2 separate regions of the Zea mays genome follow, and region 2 is linked to region 1. A link is a contact called in public Hi-C data. All regions are on one chromosome and are shown on one strand. The core of a region is the stretch at or near the end of the contact, and the rest is flanking DNA. Distances in the headings are between cores, read along the strand shown.

Region 1 (3,389 bases), core at 13-2,512:
TGCCCGCTGCGAACATATCCTGTACGTAGTTCATATATATGTGAATGAAGGTTCCCTAGAAATAATGTTATACCACTACAAGTTTGTCTATTTTTCAACCATCTGAAGGTTAACAAATGGAGAGGTTGGCAAACTCACAGCCATGATTCCCTTGATGCCGTCTCTGGTGAGCCCGTACTCCTCTTGCGCGGCCAGCAACACATGGGTGAAATCACTCTCAAGGCGGCGTGTCGCCGGGGGTCCACCGGCGGCCGCCTCGCTCGCGTGCTGGTCGATCACCTTATCAAGGACCTCATCCCACCGGTCCCTGAGCCTCTCAGCCTTGCGCCGCCCCGGCCACATGAGCACGCCGCCGGCCACCTTGGCCAGGCCAGGGTAGAAGTTCTCCAGGTTGAAGCCCCCAAGGACGGCCATGCTCGCGTCCATCACGTCCTTGAACACCTTGTCCAGGCCGTCCACCCTGAACGACCGCCCCGCCACGGCTCGGCACACCATGTCGGTCGTGAACGAGCTCAGGACCTCGCTCAAGTCCACCGCCGCGCCTGTCATGGCTGCGCGGCGGATCTTGTCGATCACCACTCCCACCTGCGTACGTGCGGCTGGCATGTGATCTCGTTCTCGATCGGTGCATGACAAGCTAAGACGTGATCAGTTATTAACTAATTACCTCCTCCTCGCGGGCGGCGCGGTAGGACTGCACCTTCTTGGTGTTGAGCAGGTGCGTGGTGACCAGCTTCTTGGCCTGCCGCCACCCCTCGCCGTAGGGCGCGAACCCGACGTCCGACGGCCCGTACCCGAGGATGTCGCCGAAGATGGAGCGGGGCCGTGAGGCTAGCGACTGGTCGTGCGTGCGCAACACCGCCTGTGCGGCGCGCGGGGACGACGCCACAAGCGTCGGGACCGTGCCGAGGCGGAGCAGCATGAGGTCCTCGCCACCGTGCCGGGCGGCGAGGCCCCGCATAGAGACATGCGGGTGCGCGCCGACGAGGTGAAGGTGTCCGATCAGCGGCAGCGCCGGCGGTGACGGAGGCAGTTTCTTCTTTCCTTTCGTACTATTAGTCGTTGCCCCAGAAGAGAAGTAGCGCAGCAGGACCCAGAGCAGGAGGACAGGGACCAGGAGTAGTAACAAAACTGCTTTCACCGACGGTGAATCACCAGCGAGCTGATCAATAACTATTGCTGCTTCATGTGCCATGCCGCTTTGAGCTCAAAAGTTTTCGAGGAGTGTGGTAACTGAGATGCTGCCGTCCTTGGGGGATGAACTTATATAGATGCATGTGAGAGGTATATATGTATGAGAAAAGATTTAACAACCCCCCCCCCCCCCCCCCCCCCCCCACCCCCCGGTGCATTTTGGGTACGAATACTTGGTGAAATCGGATGGAGGGTGGCCACAGTAGAGGCAAGAGATCCACGTGCATTTTGACCAGCTCATGCATGCAAAACGATGTGCTTCTCGTAGAGGCTGGAAGTTGAAATAGGAGGTCAGCCAAATTAGTGGTTGTTGTCAAAATATGTCAGGGTGATATCTTATATTTATATTAGGAGAGCGAAATACATGTACATGTCAGCTACAATCATCGTACCAAACTTATCTATAAATGCAAATATAGGGATCCGGTTGAATAACTTTGTATATAACAAATTCTATCCATAGAGGATACTAGTACCAAAGAGCTCTATAGTTGGTGTGAGGTCTAATTTTTAGATGCGGTTTTGGTTATCGGGTGTCAATAAAAATAAATTGGCCGTTTCGACTTAAGAACCATCAATGAAAACACATTTTCACTAGCGGTAGAAATCATATTTATAATTTGTACTAGCAATTACTTAACAATTCCTTAAGAAAACCGTCAGTACAAATCGTGCATTACTACTAGCGATTTTATTAAGGAACCACGCAGTACCGTAGAAATCATTTTAAATCGAATTTGTTGAGTTCTTCAAATGACCTCGTATAAAAAAATCCACTAAAATAAAAATTGTAGATCTCTAAAAATTATGAAACTTTGTAGTTTACAACCTTTTCATTTGAAATTATTTGGGCTCTCACAATTGCATTTGATTTTGTCAACTTTAAAAATACAAATTTTGCAAATGACCACGGATCGAAAAAGTACCAAAATAAAAGTTGTAAAACTTAAAAAGAAACTATTCAACTTTGTAGTTGACAACTTTTTTGTTTGAAATTGTTTAAGCCCTTAAACAATCAATTTATATTCGACAAAGACTTTGAAATTGTTTGAAAAATAGTAGTCAAAGTTTTTGCCGAGTGTAACACTCGACAAAGAAGTCTCGGTGAACTGTACATCGACAGTGGCTTCTTTATCGAGTACTTTTTATCGGACACTCGACAAAGACTTTGCTGAGTGTCACGGTAGCACTCGGTAAAGAAAATTTGCCGTCGCGGCACTATATGACGGTGACGGTGACGGAGACTTTATTGAGTGTGTCACGGACACTCGGCAAAGGCTCCCTCTTTACCGAGTTTCTTCTCTACCGGGTCTCAGCAAAGAAGCCTCCCATGGCCCCTTTGCCAGTTCCTTTGAAGTGTATTATGAGGTATTCGGCAAAGACTCTATTTTTGTCGAGTGCCCGTTGGACTAGCTCTCAGCAACGGGAGCACCAATTGATCCCTTTATTCAGGGGCGAAGCCAGGATCCGAAGACAGAGGGGGCAGGCTTAGCCTCCAAGCGACCAAACCAACAAAGACACAATATAAAAATGGCAAGAGAACCAACCACAATGTATATATTGATATATAATCTTCATTAAAAAACACTATAATGAAACAACATCTATCTTGTCAAACAAAATAAAATTACATCTCAGTTATTTTGAATTTAGCTATACGTGTATTAGCTAGATCATAGGCCTTGATAATATCATCAGAACAAATCGTTGCCGTTAATTCCCTTTCAATATAAACGACCAGATAATCATGTAAATAGGCATCTCCCATTTTTCTTCAAAGACGTGTCTTCACAAATTTCATAGTTGAAAAGGCTCTCTCTTTGGTCGCAGTTGACACAGGAAGAGTTAAGAGTAATCTCAATAATTTATCTACCATCGGATAAGAAGAATATTTACCCAGCTTAACTAATCCACTTGGTTAGGCCAAAAATTAAGGGTTTCAGACTACCAAATAATAAACTGGCAGCAAAATAATGGGCTATAGAATACATTATTAATCTGACTTGCTTGGGCCATTGGGGGGTGCCAGGCCCACTCCGGCCCTCTGGTGGCTTCGCCACTGCCTTTATTGCTAACCCTGCAACGCGTTAATTTTTTGTGGCTAAGGAAAAACCACCGAAAATAAACCAATTTACGGTGGCCCTCGGTTGACCGTCGAAATTATTTTTTTTATTTCCGGCCGCTAGTTTAAGAAT
Region 2 (3,422 bases), core at 727-3,226, 400 kb before region 1:
CCGACCCCACCACGTGGACGGCTCCAGGGCCGCCGCGTGGCTAGAGAAGAAAATATCCTCCAAGGTATCAACAGTGGGTCTGGACCCCCATGGGAAAGTGCCGGACCCCTGTATATGCAGACCGTACGTCCGGGTAAGGTCCAGGACCTCCACGGGTGCAGACCGGACCCCCCCGGCTGGGGTCCGGACCCCTCTGTGTGGGGTCCGGGCCACTCACGGCGGGGTCCCGGGATTTTGGGACAAAGAATACCTAGGCCTTAATCAAGGCCAGGCGGGGGTCCGGAGCTGACACGTGTCCGGACCATACCACGTACGCCTCTGCTCCCCGTTCAGGCAGAGCGCCGATGCTGCCACGTGGCCTACTGCCCGTGACGTAAGCCAGCGGGTGAAGCCTAACGTAAGGCCTCTGGGCCGCGCGACCGCCACATTTATTGCGGATAAGGCATGCCGCCTGTCCATTCCACTGGCAGGCGATGTGTCGTCTCAGCATTTAATGTGCCCTGTCCATTCCACTGGCAGGCGATGTGCCGCCTCAGCATTTAATGTGCCATGTCCACTCCACTGACGGACGGCGATCAGGCCACCCTGCAGGCGGCGTGCCTATCCATTCCGTTGGCAGGCAGTACGCCCGCGCTGCGGCGTACACCATGCTCATCATGACTCGCGCGTCACCGAGGAAGCGGCCGCGAGATATTAATACTATATGCACTACAGACATTATGGCACTCGGAGATCTTCTGGGCGACACTGGCATTGGATACTTCTATATATAATCCCTCCATTTTGCTCCTGGGCCCACATGTCGGAGCTTAGCATCCTTGTACGTGCCCCCCTTGAGGTATAAAAGGGAGGGCACACGACATTACAAGGCAAGCTCACTCAGACCCAACGGACACGCTCACACTCACTCAAACTCACAAGTTCATACAAGCTCTCAAGCTCAATACAACACACAGTGGAGTAGGGTATTACGCTGCAGCGGCCCGAACCACGCTAAACCCTTGTGTGTTCTTGTGTTTATCGTCCATCTAGCTAGCAGGCAAAACGCTTAGGCCCCTCCTCATCTTAGGATTTAGGGTGGGTGCGTTACGCCACCCGGCCGGAGAATTTCCTCTCCGACATTTGGCGCGCCAGGTAGGGGGCCTAGGCTTTAGGTTTTTGCTTGTTTCTCTGCTCGACGCCATAGTTCACATCGTCGAGCACCATGATCTCATGCCCGAGGACTTCATGCTGGAGGAGGAAGCTGCCTCCTCCACATCGCAGGCCACCAATCTCCCTGCACCTGTTGCAGCCGCTGCTGTGCACTCTGCGCGGCAGCACACTCCCGCGCAGACGTCCAGGGCGTATAGGGCTGCGCCTGAGGCGCGGGGCGCTGTCAGCGGCCAGAGAGTTGTTGCGCCACCCCCAAGGTCCACGGCCTCACCGGGGGCCATGAAGAAGTGACGCGACGACGTCAACCGCCTACTCGGCATGGCACACTCTGGCTCAGCCAGGCCTAGGCCTCGTTGAAGGGGGTTTTTGTAAAAAGATGATGCATGACGACCATTAAACTATTGAAACTGGTGATTTATAATACTTTCTCGGTTCCAAAATAGTATTTTTTAGGCTTTTGTTTTTATGTTTATAATTAATTAGATGATGATGAATATAAATATATATATATAACCCATACTTATATAAATATATTAAGGGGGTGTTTGAATGCACTAGAACTAATAGTTAGTTAGCTAAAAATTGTTAGTAGAATTAGCTAGCTAATAAATAGCTACCTAACTATTAACTAATTTATTAATAATAGTTAATATTTGAACTATTATATAGGGTATTTGGATGTCTCAACTAATTTTATCCACTAACTGTTAGTTTTAGTACATTCAAGCACCCGTTAAGTATCTAAAATAAATTTTAATTTAAAGCACAGGGAGTAGTAAAGAACTAAAGATAAAAATAAAGATTTTTTCTCACAGTTGCGGTCGCACCACACGCGGCGCGCGTAGGCAACCGGTTCCAGCGCATCGGCCTCGTCCCTCCCTCCTGCTGTCCTGCACCCCAGCCGGTCGCCGAGCCCGATCGAGTTCCCGTCTAAGCCGCACGCCGTTCCGGCCCCGATCCGCCGCATCACGTCGGCCCGACATGTACCAGTGGCGCAAGTTCGAGTTCTTTGAGGAGAAGTCTGCCGGCCGCGGCGGCGGCGGGGGTTCAGCCGCCGCCGTGCCGGCCGAGATCGCGGGCCGAGTCACCTGCTGCTCGGGCGGCCGGGGCCGCGTCGCGGTGGGGTGCGACGACGGCACCGTGGGCCTTCTCGACCGCGGGTTCCGCCTCTCCTATGGCTTCCAGGCCTACGCCTCCTCGGTCCTCTTCCTCCAGCAGCTCAAGGTACCGCCCAGAACCCTCGTTGCGCATCTGAAGCACCGGCGTTCGCGGCCACCTCGCAAATTTATGCAACTTCTCGTCAAATTACTGGCTAGAACACTACTTAGTGGTTCTTCACACTGGATCATGTGTAATTCACTAATTCGGGTGCATTTTAGAAACAAAAATTACCTGTTTCTTACTAAAATCAGCTGCTAGGTATGACAAGACATGTGAGTTTTACCAATCTTGGATGGCCACCTAAGTCTTGTACTGTGGCTAAGCAATGCCAGAAATCTTTCCTGAAATTGGCCAAAAATCTTGTTAGATTAGTTGATTTTGTCAACTTTCAAGATCAGTGATCTTGTTTATTCTGGCCTATCAGATTCCATACTCTGCGGAAAAAAACCCTGTTCAATTGCGGTGCCAGTGCCATTTATTTATTTATCATTTGCTAATTGAGATCTACGAATTGCCCCTTACCGCTGTGTCAAACATTTATTCACACTGTACAGTTTTGTTGTGATAACTACAGCTGCATAATGAACCTAATTAACAACTTATATTGCTCTGTTTATTCAGCAAAGAAATGTTCTTGTCACGGTTGGAGACGATGACCAGTCATCTTCTCAGGCATCAGCAATCTGTCTAAAGGTTTTTGACCTCGATAAAGTACAAGAAGAAGGATCAAGCACAACAACTCCTTTCTGTGTTCAAATTTTGCGGATCTTCACTGATCAATTTCCTCAAGCAAAGGTAAATTCTCTCTTTTATTTTCTATTTGGATTCACATGTTCTGTATGTCACATGATCTCTGTTATATATTTCGTATATATGACAGATTGTAACATCTGATTTGAGTGTAATTGGCATATTTTGCTGTGTTTTGCAGATTACATCATTTATGGTTCTAGAAGAAGCACCACCCATACTGATGATTGCCATTGGACTGGACAATGGTTTCATTTATTGCATCAAAGGTGACATTGCACGTGAGCGTATTACACGTTTCAAGTTGCAAGTTGAGGCTGCTTCAGATGGCAGCACTAGTTTGCCTATTACTGGTCTTG

The links. A called contact is a pair of places that touch in the nucleus more often than the background predicts.
Region 2: a contact with region 1 is called in a Hi-C map of leaf, with 5 times the contacts expected there. The contact joins the promoter of LOC100217064 here to the promoter of LOC103641574 in region 1. A contact is called at or near these places in 3 of 25 Hi-C or Micro-C datasets (ear, leaf and tassel).

What each region holds. Positions count from the first base shown.
Region 1 is chr10:110,380,979-110,384,367 of Zm-B73-REFERENCE-NAM-5.0, reverse strand. It overlaps LOC103641574 (indolin-2-one monooxygenase-like), which reads right to left and starts at 1,262. Exons shown (of 3, transcript XM_020545777.1): 1 at 668-1,262; 2 at 139-585; 3 at 1-19. The coding sequence starts at 1,195.
Region 2 is chr10:110,777,136-110,780,557 of Zm-B73-REFERENCE-NAM-5.0, reverse strand. LOC100217064 (Vacuolar protein-sorting-associated protein 11-like protein) reads left to right here and starts at 1,976. Exons shown (of 5, transcript NM_001359554.1): 1 at 1,976-2,376; 2 at 2,935-3,108; 3 at 3,245-3,422. The coding sequence starts at 2,134.